2 separate regions of the Sus scrofa genome follow, and region 1 is linked to region 2. Evidence: chromatin contacts called from public promoter capture Hi-C data. All regions are on one chromosome and are shown on one strand. The core of a region is the stretch at or near the end of the contact, and the rest is flanking DNA. Distances in the headings are between cores, read along the strand shown. Region 1 holds the start of FBXO44 (F-box only protein 44). Region 2 overlaps TARDBP (TAR DNA-binding protein 43).

Region 1 (3,110 bases), core at 479-2,978, 520 kb before region 2:
GTCAGCCTCTCTGAGCCTCAATTTCCTCCTCTGTAAAATGGGGTCAGGAAGGGTACTTACCTCCTGAGGAGGGTTCGAGGAGCCTGAGACACAGCGGAAGCGCAGTAAAAGGTGAGCTCTAATTTTTTTACAAGCATCTCACAATAGTCTCTGAGGGGAGCTAAGGAGGCAGAAAAGGTGGCAGCATCTGCCCAGAGGTACACAGACAGGAGCAGAGGGGAAAGGAGCCAGAGCCTTCTCTGGGTCTAGAGCCATTAGAGCCAGTCTTTTTTTTTTTTTTTTTTTTTTTTTTGGTCCTTTCAGGGCTGCACCTGCGGCATAGAGAGGTTCCCAGGCGAGGGATCGAATCGGAGCTGTTGCTGCCAGCCTAGGCCGAGCTACAGCAACGCCTGATTCGAGCCTCCTCTCTGGCCTAACACCACAGCTTACGGCAACGTCAGATCCTTAACCCACTGAGCGAGGCCAGGGATCGAACCCGCAACCTCATAGTTCCTAGTAGATTGGTTCTCGCTGCGCCACGACGGGAACTCCTAGAGCCAGCCTTTTTCAATAGGCCTGACCGTCTTTAGAGTGGGAATAATCCGCAGCCCTGCAGCCTCTCTGGTGCCTTCTGCATTCTCTCTCCCATTCTCAAAACGGACGAGGGAGAGAACGTGTGGGGGGAGGATAATGACCATTGTCTCTGACGTAGGACCAAAGCGCTCAAACCACCTTCTGCGGAGGAAATGATCTAACTGGCTGGGACTGGAGGAGGCGTGAGTGATGGGGAACGGCCTTTCCTATACCCTTACTCCCACCGCTGTGGCTGGGCTCCAGCCCCAGGTGCCCCCCCACCGCGCGCGCCTTGGATTTCCCATCCCGCCTTGTGGCTTTCAAATGTCCCCCAAAGTCGAGGCTCGGACCCCTGCGCATCGATGGAGACCCCAGCTGGGGTTCGCGCCCGCGCCGCCGCTCGAGGCCGCGCCGAGCAACCCCGCGGCCTGGGCCTTGTCGGCGCCAGGCCTCCCTCTGCGCACTGCGGCGGGGCCGGGAAACGCCGAGCCCGCCCGCCCGCCCGCCCGCCCGGCCCCCGCACGCACCCCGCGCCCGCGCCCCGCGCCCACTCCCGCAGGTCACCTGCACTCGGCCGCCGCTGTGCGATCCCGCTCGGTGGCCGGGGCTGAGCCGGGCTCGGCCTGCGGTCGCCCGTGGGTGCGGCCCCGCCCCGGCCCTCCAGGCCCCGCCCCGGCCCCGCCTCCGCCGCCCGACCGGGTCCCAGCGGCGCGGGGAGCGAGAGTCCTGGGACGCGCCCCCCGCAGAGGTAGGAAAATTACCTCGAGGTGGGGGCGGTGCCAGGAGGAGCCTCGGCTTCGCTCCCTCCGCCTGGGCGGCGCGCCCCGCACCCTCCGCCTGACCCAGACTCTCCCTGTTCCCTCGCCGCCGCCTCCCAGCAGCCAGCCCAGGGCGGCGCTGGGAGCCGTTCCGAACCGGACTCCCCCCACCCCCATTAAAACACAAAAACCAAACCCGACCCCTGACCTTTCCTGGCCTCCTTGTCGGTCCTCCAAGGAACCGAGAGCTTCAGGCCTCCGGCTGATCGCTCGGGACTGCTGGGCGTCCGGGCGCAGGGCCAAAGGCGGGGGGCGGGGGGGCCTTTAAGAGGCGCGGCCGGCGGGGACCCGACCCAGACGCGGGCAGCGCCTGGACTCGCCGCCGCCGCCGCCGCCGCCGCGGGACTCGGACAGCCCCGCAGTGCTCCGGCTCCTCCTCCTCTCGCGACCGCCCTCCGCAGCGATGGACGGAGACGGTGACCCAGGTAGCCGCTGCGGCCGGATCCACTCGCTTAACCCAGGAGGGGAGACCGGGGCAGGCGGGCGAGTACTGCAGAGAGGGGACATCAGAGACCAAGACCCCTGGCCCCCTCACCACCTCCCGCCCCGACCCAGCGCGGCACACTTTCACCCAAGCAAAGCCCTTGAGACAGTCTCAAAAGAGCACAGCCCTCTGTCTGCGGGAGGCCCCAAGAGATGGCAGGCAAGGAGGGAGACCCAGGAAATAGCATACGAATAATGCCACGTTCCTGCCTCCTCGCAGCTTCCCGAGGGTTTGTCCCGCGGGGTCTGGAACCCATCTGGCATGCAATAAGCCACAAGCCTCTTTCTTCCATCAGCTTCTTCCGTTTGCCAACTCTGGCCCCTGAGTTGCCTAAATCCCAGTGGATTTCTTGGGGTTACTAGCCTCTCCCCATCCCATCCTAGCCTTCCTCCTGGGATCCGTTATCTGGAGGGGCTGTCCTTTATTTGGGTGACTGCGTGCCCAGTGGGGACCCGGGAGGGCTGGGGGCGTCGCCTGTAGTCAATGCTCCGGTTTTTGAGACTGCCCAGTCATCTCCTCTGGTACCAAAGGCCCCCTGCCTCCCTGCTGGGCCTGTAGGGGTTGTCTGCTGAGTCAGGGTGGGAAAGAGAGCTGCTCGAGCATCCCCACACTCCCTGCTCACCAGGCCTACCTGAGAGTGGCCATTGCTTGGGGAGGCAGAGGTAACAAACTGATGCTCACGCAGGTACCCGAGCCCTCCGCCCCGCCCCCCATCCCTGAAAATCCTAGCTCCTTCGGCCCCTGCTCCCAATCTGTGGCCCCTTTGCCACACCCTTTATAGGGCCCCAGAATGGGTTCCTGCTTTTTCCCAGGGCCAAGTGAATCAGCCTTGGAGGCAGCTTCCAGGGGCCAGATAACTTCCCGAAGGCAACAATGTAGGGAGTTGTGTGAGCTTGAGAGGGGGTGGGGGGCCCTGTAATTAGATCTGGGGCCTTGAATGCCAGGCCTGGGGCCAGGAGAGGGGACCGGGCGAGGTGCACCTTTCGGGGGAGCATCAGGTGTCCACCAGGGCAGGACAGGGCAGGGCAGGGCAGGGCAGGGCAGGGGGAGGGGTGGAGAGGTGAGGACACTGAGCCCAACTCCCCAGAGAGCTGTGGGCGGCAGGATGGGCAGGTGACGTGGCTCCAGGGCAGGCATTTTCCTCTCTGCCTTTCCACTGCTCTGCCCTGCGACTTGGGAGCAGCCAGTAAGCCTCTCTGGGCCTCAGTTTCTTCCTTGCACAGGGAAGGATAAAGACCCACATCTTAAAGATGTGG
Region 2 (3,051 bases), core at 71-2,570:
ATGCTATTAAAACCCAAAGCTAATAACTTCATTATTTCCCTAAGCAACTGTTTTCAATGACTTCTAGTTTTTAAACATTAATGCAATTTGCCTTTAATAGTACTTAAAAAAATGTTTTACCAGAACTGGCTGTTAAAATATAGTTAGTGATTAAAAATCAGAAAGGTAGTAATATATTCACTACCCCTTTGTTACTTGGCTTAGTTTTTTTTTTTTTAAACTCTATCTTAGCTTATCATGTCTAAGTTTTATTCTGCCACAACAGAAAACATTAATGAGTATACTTAGCAACATATATAGTAAATTCTAGTGTTTGGAACAATCAACTGGACAGAAAATAATTTCTGAACCTGAAGGTTCCTGGCTACAACTGCAACACTGTAATTTTTAAAACATTTAAATGTTCAAAGGCGAAAGTAATATTGCAAATCTTGTGACAATGACCTTAGTTTCTGCCGTCCCAGAACTATATATATGGTAAATACCCCCAATTTTACAAGCAGGAAAAAGCAGCAATGAAAAAGTCATTTCCTTTTACTTCCTATGCACATCAGCTCAGACAGTTTCTGTTTGCCCTATTAAAATAATTTACCCAATTGTGAGACCAAATTATTTTAGCAAAACAAATTAGTTTATAAAAGTTAATTTTCACACACCTCATTTTCTGAGGAGCTAAGAAATAGCAAATGTTTTTATAGGGTCTTTAAACAGTTTTAAGCAGCCTCACTTGCCTGTATGTATAGGTGGACGACTCATGTGATACAATTTTTAGCTGACAGTAAATACACACAACCCCAAAGTGGTAGTAACTGAAGAAAAAGGCTCTATACATCTATAAAGGCTCTATACATCTGCTTCTTCCCCCAGTTTGTGGACTATCAACCCGTACTACAGAAGGTCGTATATACGGAGGACAAAAAGCAAAGCTTGGGGATTTTCCCTGGCAAGTCCTGCTATTTGGTGAAACTATGGCAGCAGGTGCACTTGTATCTGACGACTGGATCCTAACAGCTGCTCATGCTGTATATAAACAAAAAGAAGATGCCTCCTCCCTAGACATTAGGTTGGGTGTCTTGAAGAGACTGTCACCTCATTATACACAGGCCTGGGCCGAGGCCATTTTTATACATGAAGGTTATACTCACAATGCTGGGTATGATAACGACATAGCACTGATTAAATTGAAGGACAAAGTTGTTATCAATAGCAACGTCATGCCTATCTGTTTGCCAAGAAAAGAAGCCGAATCCTTCATGAGGACAAATGACATTGGGACTGCATCTGGATGGGGATTAACCCAAAGGGGTTTTCTTGCCAGAAATCTAATGTCTGCTGACCTGCCCATTGTTGACCACCAGAAATGTGTTGCTGCCTTTGAAAAGAAGTCCGATCCAGGGGTGCGGGTAACTGATAACATGCTCTGTGCAGGTTTAGAAAGTGGGGGCAAGGACAGCTGTAAAGGCGACAGTGGGGGAGCATTAGTGTTTCTAGATGATGAGACACAGAAGTGGTTTGTGGGAGGAATAGTGTCCTGGAGTTCCACTAATTGTGGGGAAGCAGGTCAATATGGGGTCTACACAAAAGTCATTAACTATATTCCTTGGATCAACAACATAATTAATAATTTTTAAATCCAATCAACAAATGATCCCTTGTTTTAAAAAATCATCTTTAAAGACCTTAGCAGCAAACTGACCTGAAAAACATTAACATGACAGCTGCCATTCCACTCCAAAACCAAACCAAAGTATAGGCGAGATTGCCTTTCAGGTACTTCTCCAACTTGCTGGGTTTTCACCGCTTATTCTTTGATTTAAGGGGACCTAAACCAGTGAGGTGATATTCACCTTTACCAACCCAATAGCAGCTCATTGGTTAAATGTGTATTTACTTACAAAGTCCAGTGTCTTTTTGTCCTTGTGCCTTTCTGTAAACTGCCTGTTCATATTAACTATTATTCTGTTTTTTGGATTTAGTGACCTCTGAGAGGTTACATATCACAGCAGTATTGGTTCAGGAACTACCCTGAATCATGGTTTTTTGGGGTTAGATAAATTGGATACTTTAGCCTAGGCTGGGTATGGACTGATTTCTACGTTAAAATCAATACTGTAATTTTTCACGTATCAAACTAGCAGACAAAAAAGAACATGGAACAGCTCTATTTCACACTGTTGAAGACAACATGAATTTTCTCTGAAGTACAACCTGGCAATATATTTCAGAAGTCTTAAAAGCATTCATCATCTTTGAACTGGTAATTCCAATGCTAAGTTTTAAATTTAGTGAGGATGTTCCTAGCACTTGGAAATAACCTAATGTACAAATTCAGGCGACAATTCAATCAAATGTGGCATTTCCATAAGATGAAATACAACATGAAAAGTATTAGAAATCTGTAGTGGTTTTTTTCCTTCTTACCATGACCTAAATTAAATAGCTGGGCGCACTTAATAGATCACAGAGCATACAACAGCAGAATATAGAACTCACGTATACAATCAAAAGACTTAGCTAGTATTCAACAAGAAATTATTCTAATTATCACATACATCTTCTGAATTCTAAGTAGTACTTAACATGTTTTTTCCTAAGAATATTTAAGCTCTGATTTAACCTTAAAAATCTCTCATTCTAGTTGTCCACTCCTCTCTCAAAAGTTTTAATGGCTAACATTTAACAAAGTTTTTCATTCTAGCCAGATTAACCATTGTATGTAAAAATTTTGAGTTCTAACTTCCTGTGCATATTAATTGCATTTTTTTTTTTTTTTTTTTGCCGCATCCATGGCACGTGGAAGTTCCTGGGGCCAGAGACTGAAACCGTGCCACAGCCACAGCAGTGACTATGCCAGATCCTCAACCAGCTGTGCCACCAGGGAATTGCTAAAGTGCAATTTTTTCAGACTCATTTTTAAAAGGTAATTTTCCAGCATCTTGTCACATAAAAAAAAGAAATTGCGTTTTTCCAGTAAGACTCCAGACACTAAACTGTGGTAGCAACAAAAATTTTTATTCAACTGGTTCAAAAAATTTTTTTTAGAATGAATGC

The links. Promoter capture Hi-C pulls out the DNA fragments that hold promoters and counts their contacts.
Region 1: a contact with region 2 is called in a promoter capture Hi-C map of liver, with 5 times the contacts expected there. The contact joins the promoter of FBXO44 here to the enhancer-like site in region 2. A contact is called at or near these places in 2 of 5 promoter capture datasets (fetal skeletal muscle and liver), 8 of 47 Hi-C or Micro-C datasets (alveolar macrophages, embryonic fibroblasts, mesenteric adipose tissue and 4 more) and 1 of 2 datasets of contacts at active chromatin or transcription factors (alveolar macrophages).

Annotation. Positions count from the first base shown.
Region 1 is chr6:71,745,828-71,748,937 of Sscrofa11.1, reverse strand. FBXO44 (F-box only protein 44) reads right to left here and starts at 1,728. Exons shown (of 5, transcript XM_021095338.1): 1 at 1,519-1,728. FBXO2 (F-box only protein 2) reads left to right here and starts at 1,673. Exons shown (of 6, transcript XM_021095335.1): 1 at 1,673-1,795. The coding sequence starts at 1,774.
Region 2 is chr6:71,223,975-71,227,025 of Sscrofa11.1, reverse strand. All of the region lies in intron 7 of TARDBP (TAR DNA-binding protein 43), which reads right to left. MASP2 (mannan binding lectin serine peptidase 2) reads left to right here. Exons shown (of 10, transcript NM_001163648.1): 10 at 868-2,389. The coding sequence ends at 1,631. Among named protein-coding and RNA genes, the nearest start is that of TARDBP, 12 kb to the right of the region's middle. Within about 2 kb of position 1,320, at least 1 of the 83 cell types and tissues checked has an H3K27ac peak or open chromatin away from gene starts, as enhancers often do. A contact at or near this core is called in liver, where this site is marked.